2 separate regions of the Zea mays genome follow, and region 1 is linked to region 2. Evidence: chromatin contacts called from public Hi-C data. All regions are on one chromosome and are shown on one strand. Each heading gives the region's core, a stretch centred on a gene start, on an enhancer-like site or on the middle of the called end of the contact. The rest is flanking DNA. Distances are from core to core; before and after follow the strand shown.

The links. Hi-C and Micro-C count contacts between places; a contact is called where the count stands out from the background.
Region 1: a contact with region 2 is called in a Hi-C map of tassel, with 1.7 times the contacts expected there. The contact joins the promoter of LOC100286358 here to the promoter of LOC103629953 in region 2. A contact is called at or near these places in 4 of 25 Hi-C or Micro-C datasets (bundle sheath, ear, leaf mesophyll and 1 more).

Annotation. Positions count from the first base shown.
Region 1 is chr6:125,978,406-125,983,289 of Zm-B73-REFERENCE-NAM-5.0, forward strand. LOC100286358 (B12D protein) reads right to left here and starts at 1,271. Exons shown (of 3, transcript NM_001159245.1): 1 at 1,088-1,271; 2 at 903-991; 3 at 1-246. The coding sequence starts at 1,114. The coding sequence ends at 99. LOC103629955 (E2F transcription factor-like E2FE) reads left to right here. Exons shown (of 11, transcript XM_008651054.4): 11 at 1-157.
Region 2 is chr6:125,773,415-125,778,825 of Zm-B73-REFERENCE-NAM-5.0, forward strand. LOC103629953 reads right to left here and starts at 4,082. Exons shown (of 9, transcript XM_008651051.2): 1 at 3,900-4,082; 2 at 3,627-3,796; 3 at 3,477-3,539; 4 at 3,320-3,339; 5 at 3,156-3,200; 6 at 2,662-2,729; 7 at 1,932-2,071; 8 at 1,264-1,352; 9 at 750-1,172. The coding sequence starts at 3,984. The coding sequence ends at 1,055.

The DNA.
Region 1 (4,884 bases), core at 21-2,520, 200 kb after region 2:
CTTTTAGAGGTCATGGATGTCCCCAACATATTGAGTTGCCAGCAAAGTGTAAAATCCCCAGTAGCAAGTAGTAGTAGTAGTATGCCAATCAACATGCTTCACTTAGGGTCAGTGAAGAACTTGTTAACTGCAGGCATGATCTCAGGAGTCTTGTCGTGCACAAAGCTTCTTAGGCCATGCATGGCGTAACGTCTCCCCTCCTCATGGTTCTCAAGCACACCAGCTGCCCTCCCTGCCTTGTTTACCCTGTAAAATTCAAGGCATTCGTGTTGATAGTGTTACAGGATTAATGTATATGTAAACATGGATGCATGTAACTAGGTAAGCACAAACAAACAGCTACAATTGTGACATCCTCGTGTTGTCAAATAGTGGACAATCAGACTGAAGATGTGAACAGCGTGCCTACATGCATATGCCGTTTTAAACTCAGAAAAAAAAATACTGTAATTGGCACCATGCATGTAAACAAACTATTAAGATGTCATGTAAAGAACAGAAGCATATGCATACATTTTATGCTTATAGCCACGAATTAGCACTCCCAAACCTTACACTTCGGTTCCTACAATCTGACCGAACAGCTACAAATGGTCTAGTCGTTTTCAACCTTGCCCAGCAAAAGGAACTAGTTTTCCAACCGGGAAAACTACCAAGACAAATTTCACCTGATGGATACAATACAACTCTGGTTCTGGCAAGTCAACGGCTCAACGCCGAACCATGGTTCAGCCTTTCAGACAAGACAAAGAAATAAAGCGACTACTGAACTAGTGAACTTGAACTACATATAGACTAAAACTTCAACAGCACCCAAACCAAGCAGATCTACCCTGATCCAGCAGGAGCAGCACATTTCTTGCAAGAATAAAACAGGCAGGAGTTAAGAGCACGGAGCGGACCTGACTTCCGGGTTGCCAGTGATGTTCCGGAAGAGCTGAAACCCGCAGATGCCGACGGCCACGCCCGTCGCCGCGAACAGCGGGTACACCTGCGCTGCACCACCATGAGAGAGAGAGAGAGAGAGAGAGAGAGAGAGAGAGAGAGAGAGAGAGAGAGTGCAATCGAAGAGATCGAGGAAGCTGACCTCGGGCCGGACCCAGCGGCTGGCCATCTGAGTCGGAGTCTCTTCGCACTGGGACGCGGCCTCGACGGCGGAGAAGCACGGGGAAAGTGGACAGGCGACGGCAGAGGGGGAGTGGGCGGAGTGGGTGGAGCGGTTTTATCGGCGTGTGCGGTGTGGTCGTTTGGAGCTTCTCGCCCGAAATGACGGTTCTACCCTCGCGTTTCTCTCACTTTTTGTTTCCTTCCGGTTGCCCACTTGGTTTCATAGGAGTACGCCGGAATTATTTTAAGGGCTAGTTTGAAAATTCCATTTTTTCATGTAATTTTTATTTTTCTAAAAAAATAAACTAGTTTAGGAACTCTATTTTCCGTGCAATTCCTATTTTTCTAAAGGAAAATAAACTAATTTCTTAATAATAGTAATTTAGATATATATCAATTAAGTTAATTATGTTTTATGTAAAATATATTTGTATATTATTATTAGTAAGATGCCAGAGATATTTATGTGCTACATTTTACTACAGAGGAGTGAGACAAAGTGTGTCATGTAAGTTACAGAGTAGAAACGAATTCTACTAATACATAAAATCATTTCTCATCCTCCACCCCATGAATTTGAGATAGGCTTATATCTGAACTTTGGAAAGTGGTGGAATGTTAAATTCCAAACTAAATAAGTTACTTTATTGAGTGAATTCCAATTCCTCTGAAATGAAGGGATCCAAACGCCCCGTTAGTAAAATGGAAATCCCTTGGAAAAATGGTATTCCCAAACTAACCCTGAGGAAAGTTTATGATTGCACCTTTCTCTCTAGCCTTATAATTGTGATTTTATTATTTGGTTTTTAAGTTTATGATTTTATCTCTCCATTTTATTATGAAGCTTTATGAGACCCTTGTGCCTTTACATACATTTGACAATGTTAAATCTGATACAAAAGACAAAATGTTCATACAATTTAATTGTAGGGGCAGAGGCTGAACTAGACCTTGTTCGCTGATTACGCCCCTAAGCCAAAACTAATCATGTCTGAACATAGGACCAGGCATGACCGAAGGCTTCGACAAGCACACTTCATCCGGAAGAGCTTTTGATTTCCAAGGCTAACGACAATCGAGTGAGGACGTCTCCATGGGGGGCTCGCTGAGAGCGAAGACCCGCGTCATGCCAATCGAGCGAAGGCTAATGTGTGGTGGGCCAGACTCCCCATTGACGAAGGCTCCAAACGCGGACCACCCCATAGATGGCGTGAGGGGTGCTAAGGTGCCCAACCATCAGACATGAGAGCGTCGGGAGGACGAAGACCTAGGGGAAGCATAGATTCTACAAGGTTGCCAAAGCTTTGTGGGCCGTCCCATTTGGGTCCACCTGTCAATGTACCAATCATGTAGATGTTTTGGTGCGCTCGGCCCTATCACGTTACTGCACTGTAATTACCCTGTCGTACAATATATTCCTAGGATGTAGTTGGTAACCGGGGGTTTGAATGTATTTTAGGCTACCAACCCTTGTTACCCTATAAATACCCCTGTCCTGTAGCTGGACGGGACACGCTTGATAGGACGTTGCAGTTTTTCGACTTAACATTTTGTTGTGCATCGTGCTTCTCACCTCCTCCCGAGTGTTGGGGTCCACCTGTCAGAACCCAACATTTGGCACCATCGTTTATGCTTCAAAGACCAATCCCACGATGCCTCCCAAGAAAATCAACACCATGTCCAAATTACTCCACCACCGATGAAGTCGCGAAGGCAGCCCTCCTTGCCAACGCCAAGAAATCTAAGGTTGCCTTCGCTGACGACATCCCACAACCCTCCACCAAAAATGTCCCTCCATCTACCGCCGAGTTAGAGGGTGAAAACCATCAACCTCCTAACCAGAAACCGCCATCATCCCCAGAGGAAAGCGTCCATACTTTCACCTCAGCGACCTCAAGCGATCCACCTTTCAATCCACAGAGTCACCTCTATGAAGTCAAAACATGGCAAGACTTAACAAGGAACATGACATTGAAAGGGAAATAGGGTTAACCATTTCCTATAATCGATTTTGGTGGTTGACGTACAACACAAACCACATGGACTAACTAGTTTGTCTAGATATCATTTATCTCAGGTGCATAAGATTCAACACAAACCAAGAAAGAAATTCAGTTAGGGACCCAATCAAAAATGGAGCAAGACTTAGAGTGTGCTGATTTCTGGCGCACCGGACAGTGTCCGGTGCCCCAGGCCAGGCACCCTTCGAACATGCCACTCTCGGGAAATCAGAGGCGCGCTCCGCTATAATTCACCGGACTGTTCGGTGAGCCAACGGAGCAACAACTTCCTACGCAGCAACGGTCGTCTGACACGATGAATAATGATGAACAGTGCCACGGCAGAAGTCAGAGCGCAGAAGTCAGAGGTCACCGGACTGTCCGGTGCAGCAAGACGATAAGGCGCTCCAACGGTCAACTGCTCCAAACCCTAACAGACGCGCTGACGTGGCGCGCACCGGACTGTCTGATGCGCCCATCGCCAACAATGGCTAGGAAGTGGCTGGGGGCTACAAATACCCCCAACCACCTCATTTAAAGACATCTAAGCATTTCGAGTTTCTCATTCATTGCAAGAGCAAAGTGCAACACTCCAAGACACAATCAAAGCAATCAATCCACTCAAAGTTCCCAAAATCAACACTAGTGCTTTAGGGCTTGTGAGAGGATCATTTGTGTTCTTTTGTTGCTCTTATTGCTTGGATTGCCTTCTTCCTTTCTCATTCCATTTCTCAAGTGCTTTGTAAAGCTAAGCAAGAGACACCAAGTGTGGTGTGGTCGCTGCGGGGTCTTAGTGACCCGTGTGATTAAGGGAAGGCTCACTCGGTCTAAGTGACCATTTAAGAGAGAGGGAAATGGTTGAAATAGACCCGACCTTTGTGGCCTCCTCAATAAGGATTAGGTTCTTTAGAACCGAACCTCGGTAAAACAAATCACCGTGTCTACTCGCTTTGATTCTCGCTTGATTTGTTTGCCCTCTTTCCTCTCTCTAACGTTTCCTTGGTAGTATTGATTTGAGTTTTCTTCCATACATCATCCGCATCCTTTGAGCAACTCTTAGCAAGAGAAACAATCCTTTGGACTTGAATTTAATTCTAACGCTAACCCCAACCTTAGTGTATTTAAGTTTATAAATTTTAGGTTTCGCCTATTCACCCCTCCTCTAGTCGACTTTCAAACATTAATACCCTAGGCTTCGCACTGCTAAAGAATCATCAGCACCCTTCATCAAGTATTGCCATCACAAACAATGACAAAGATGATCTACAAGATGGCACTGACCTCAACTCCAAAACGAAAGAGCAACTCCTACTTAAGAGCCTTTGCAGGCATGCCAGCAACCTCCAAAAAAAGGGACACCCTCACAGCCAAGAAGCATCGCAACAAAGTCGAGGCCAAGATCCAACACCTCATCAACAACAAGAGAAAGAGAGTCTGAGATCCCTCGAGCAAGAAATTGTGGACCTCTAAACTCAACAATCCTCTTCTCACTCTTCGCACCGCAGAGGAAGACATGACGACTCTGACACCCATATTGAACATGCCCCACCCCAGAATGCATACCAAGCCTTCAATTTATAGATCATAGGTTTCCATTGTCAGCCAGGTTACAAAACACCCCATGGCCCTGCAACTATAGGGCAGGCAGTTGACCCAAATACAAAGGTAGGGCAGACCCTTCACAATTCATTATGGGATACCAGGTTGCAATGGCCTCCTCGAGAGGCGACAACAATGCCATGGTAAAATCATTCATAATTACCCTTGAAGGCCCTGC
Region 2 (5,411 bases), core at 2,832-5,331:
ATCTTTTACTCCATTATCAAAATGGATTCCTATGGATCCAATGAACAAAGTAAAAAGTAGTAATATAAGAAGAGGAAATAGCATAGTATTTCCCGTTTCATGAGGATAGACAAAAGTATTTTTAGCCCCAAAGGGAGTACTAAAGGATCCTATCTTATTTCTTGTATTAGGTCGAGATACCACTTTATTCTCTTCTCTCTTCAATAACATGTCACATCACCTTTCTATTTCTAACATATATAGTATGTATTAAGGCCCCGTTTGGTTTGGGGTGACTAAAGTTTAATGACTAAAGTTTAGTCATTTTTAGTCCCTAAAGAAGCAAACATGGTGACTAAAGTGGGATGACTAAAAGAGACTAAAGTAGGATTTTTACCTTATTTGCTCTCTCCATCTTTTCTTGCAGCAAACATCCACTAATTAATAGGGGTAATGCAGTAATTATTCACAGCAATTAATGCTCTTTAGTCTGGTTTAGTCACTGGAACCAAACTGAGTACTTTAGCGACTAAACTTTAGTCACTAAAGTTTAGTTTAGTGACTAAGGGGGTGTTTGGTTTGAGGAATCATTCCATCCAAAATGAGGTAGGTGCATCATGGGTCCAATCCTCAAATTTGGTAGAATGACTCCAATACTCATATTAGTACTAACTAATTAACTATGAAAAATGAGGTGGTAATGGATCAACTCATTCCATTTCATAAACCAAACAAAAAAATAAGGAGTGATAAGATGATTGACTAACTCATTTCTCAAACCAAACAAACAGAGCCTAAATGTATTTGACACTGTGCACTCACTGGAAATAGCCTAAGATAGCAACCATTATATGAATAGGAAATATAGGTTCAGACAGGACCAGTAATTCCTCAAACTTTTTATAGCTCAACTCCAGACAGGAACCCACATCTCGCCGATGTGTATGACAAGCTCGTCTAAGGCTTCTACTGACTAGGAGTATGATCAAATGCCTCATTAACAAGTTCACCTATCCGCCCCACGTCAAACATCTGACCAAATTGTGTATGCACTGCACATCATCTGACGCCTCCTCTAGTTCGCGGCCTCCTCCAGCCCAGGCATGTTATTGACTCCGCAGCCGGGGCATACGTACCGACGCTGCAGCTCCACTGCAAGTGAAGCGTGCACCTTCTCCAGTTCAGCTGCCCGCGTGTTCGAGGTCAAAGAAAGCTTCGCCGAAAGCATGGGGAATATGCGACTAGAAATGCATAGGAACAGACAGCTCTGTATGTTCAGGATATTCGCCGAGCTCCTGCAACTGCTTTGTCTCTTCCATAACAGCCTCCATAAGAGCTCTCTTTGCTTGGACTTCGGCCAGCTCCTGACGGACCTGCGAACAAAGCACCAAAATCCTTGGTTTTTGTTAAACTGGCGCCTGGCAGGACAAAATGTCCTTAATCACCGAACCTTTCCTAACCAATGAGGGAGATAACTGATGGTTAGTATGGATTATTAAAAATAGATTACGCCACAGTTCAAACCACAAATCCTCTGCCTGCACGCCAGCCATGACCCTTGACACTGCATCGCCTACTAGTGTTTGTAATGCTGATTGATGAACAGCCTTTGGCAAACACATGTACTGCTCCACAGTTAATACATTTGCCTTCAGATGCATTAACCATTCAGTAACAATCAGTATGCATCGCACTTGCCATTATCATGTTTCTCGCTTTCCTGATTCATGAACTACAGCAGCTTAATATGCATTTGGCACTTTAATGGTCGCATATACTGTATAAACTTATTAAATGCAGAACATGTCAGCCGTCGTTCAAATATCCCGTAATTCACAGCCACAGTTTTTCATCAGGGTGGTCTCACGAACAGAAAATTGAAAATATGTTGGAAGTTCCATGCTTATAGTATTGTGAAGATAAATATAATGCAATGCTTGGGGAGAACAAACCTTATCATGATAAAGCAGATCCTTTTTATACTCTTCTTCCAAGAGCTGCACCTCAGCTTCAATGTTGCTCACCTTATCTGACAACTCTTCCGAAATGCCTTCCGAGTCCACGGTTTTACTCTTGTCTTTGACATGTTCACCTACAAAGGGGACATCTCAGATAGTGTAAAGGAACGAAGTGCACAATTTGATCCATATGTTAAATTGCGAATTGTCCAAAATAAGGAAACGAAACTAGCACTATCACTCAACATATCGAGCTTCAGTACATTTGACTACCAGAGAGGTCAAAGGATGTTTAGGCTAACTATGAAAGACACTTCAGAAACAAGATGAGAAATGGACACAGACAAAAAAGGACTTACAAAGTTTAACAACACAAATTATATTCATAAGTACAAAGACAACACCAAACTGGGCTATCTTGAAGTTCCTCTCTGTTATGGTAATAAATGAACAATTATCATAACAGACAGAATTTGCATTTGGTAATAAATGAACAATTATCAGCTGTCACCTGGCAATGCACAAAAACTCCAAATCATAACAGACAGAATCAGCTTCAACAACATAACATAATTTAATATCGCAAATTTATGGGTAAAAAGGAAAGAAAACCTATGAAGAAGCAATAAACAAGAAATGACTAGAGAAACATATATTAAATGGAACCCCTTCCACCATTCAGGAACAGAAATTGATATGTTCCATTCTGATTTTCATTACATACCATCTGTAGATGGCAGCTCACAATGATTGTACTCTGCTAATTCTAGAGATACCATCTGTTGAAATTGCCTGCAGAAGATGAATATTATTTCTCTAGATAATGAACAAGACAGTATTACCTTTCGATAGATAGCATGATAGTAACAAAATTGAAACTTACAAAACAAGTTTTAGCCAGCAAGCAAATCTAAATTGATGAAAAATTTAAAAAGTAAAAGCAGAATGTAATAAGAATCTTAAAGTGCCCTCTTAGTGCAATGTCATGACTCTTGCGAACACCTCTGATACACGTCCCATATAAAAAATTTCACCACTGTGCTCCCTTGTCTCAAGTATTTTGAGAATATCCAAACAATACATCATATCCTTATTATACAGAGGTAGTTACTGCCATTCTGCCAACACCACTATAGGCAAAGCCGAAAAACATAGATGCAACATCAGTTATAGTTTGTTTTATGATTGCATCAAACAACAAAAGAAGTCATTTCATACCTTATCTTTGCGTTCATCTCATACATCTTGCTAATGAAGTCTTCTCTGCAGCAGTGAGGGAAAGTATAACCATGACCAGCAGAGAGAAACAATATTTAGTACAGGACAATACATATGGGATATTTTGTAGAGCAACAAGGCATTAGATAGTTCATATTACTCACCTCTCACTGTCTTCCTTGCTCTTTTGGAGCAAATTCGTCAAGCACCAACAGCCGATCCATTCCAATTCGAACCACAAACCAGAATGAGAATAAGTTAATTTAATACTAAAGTAACAAAGGACCCAAATAAATTCGCTGCGAATTATGATGCTCTAACTTTGAGCGCGTCCAGATCAGTGCTGGCCTTCGAGATCTCCTCATGGAGACACGAGATCGTCGCCTAAACGCACCAAAGTAGTTCGGGTCACGAAAATTGGGCATAGCAAGCGTGACAATTCGTCAATTTAAAGGCGAGACGAGGAGAAACCTCTAGCGCAAGGATGGAGTCGGCGGCGATCGCGTCTTGCACTTGGCTCCCGCGAAACTCCTGCTCCGCAGCCTCCCGCGCGCGCTTCGCGGCGTCGAGCTCCGCCGCGGCCACGTCTGCCGCGGCGCGCGCATCAGCGAGGCGCCGCCTGAGGTCGGACACCCTGCGCTCTGCGCGCACGCCAAGCGGGAGACGGCGGAGCGTCCGATCAACCGCAGACGCGCGAAAAACCTAGTGCCTCCGCGCTCGGCGCGGGAGAAGTTGGGTGCTTACCGCCGTGCGATTTCTCGTAGGCGAAGTCGCGGATGATGGAGAGGAGCTGCTTCGGGGTGTCGCCGCCTGACGCCGCTGCAGCCATCGGCTCCGTGGAAGGCTCTTCTGGAGCTTCTGGAGAGGCTCAGCTCAGAAGGGAGGTTTGTTTTTTCTTTTCCCGCCGGGAGAGGAGATCAGAGATGGTCGAAGAAGGAATGGGCTCTCGGACAATTGACGCTTCAGAGGGGTTTTAAACAGTTTAGATGGGCCTCAAGTCTTCGACATGCATGACCCTCAGGACGAATGAAGACATTTGGCAGCCCAACACGGGCTGTAAAAATATACGACAGGGAGGCCCCTTCGACCTGCAACCCAGTAACAGTTTGAGAGGTAGGCGAGCGAGGATAATTTTGAGCTTCGGCCCAAACCGAGTCTTCCTTTGAGCGGTTTTTGCCTCTAAATAACCACCGAGTCTAGATTTTATCCTCAAACTCTACATAAATTTAGATATAAATTGTCCATCTTCAGATCTTAAAATGATTTATAAGTTACGCATTCCCGGTTAGAAACAAATTCATAGATGGTTTCATACAAATATAAAAATATCTAAAAATTGGAAGAAAAAAAATCTAAACACTTACACCTATATTTCAAATTGTAAACCGCTCTGACATTTTAGTATGTCGTGTTTTATACACATAAATATATACTATGTACAAATATGTTATAAAAAATATGTAACTTGGAAAACCAAAACTATTTCCAATTTAGAACTAAAAAGAGTATTAAATGTTGTAATGCTTCTCATAATAAAACTACGATTGCTATGTATAAATATGCTATAAAAGTTATGTGTCTATAAAAAAAAGCCAAAGCTACTTTTCATTTGGAACGAAGAGAGTATTAAGATAGTGTTCGGTTACGGAGCCACATAGGATGGAACAACTATGTCTCAGGGAGCGGTTTTTGTCCGAGAGATTTTGGGGAGCCAAATAGTCTTATATCTGAGCGTAATTTTCCTATTTTTAGGTTCACTCCGCCCTTCAGAGAATCGATCTAAACAAAAATAAATTGGGAGCGGGGCGACTCCGTCTCCACCATACTTTAGAACCAAATGTTACCTAAAATGTCTTGATGTCCCTCATGATAAAACTATGATGTGAAACATCGTGAACGCAACGCACATTTAGAGATTGTGAAAATATGTTTAGAAGCTTCCAAATATTAGATTTAGCTATAAGATAATATAAAAAAATAGAAAAAATGTAAAATATTCAAAACAGTGTCCTAACCTATTTTAAAACATGGGATGCAACTAGCATAAATGCGATAAATTTAGGTGTAGTCGAGGTTTGTAGTTTGTACAATTTGAATATATATATATATATATATATATATATATATATATATATATATGTGTATATATATATAGTTTTTAGGAGCTATAAGCTCATTAATATTTTGAATTATACAATATGTGAAATAAAAAAATCATGATGCAATTTACATGTACGGAAAAAGATATTTCCAAGA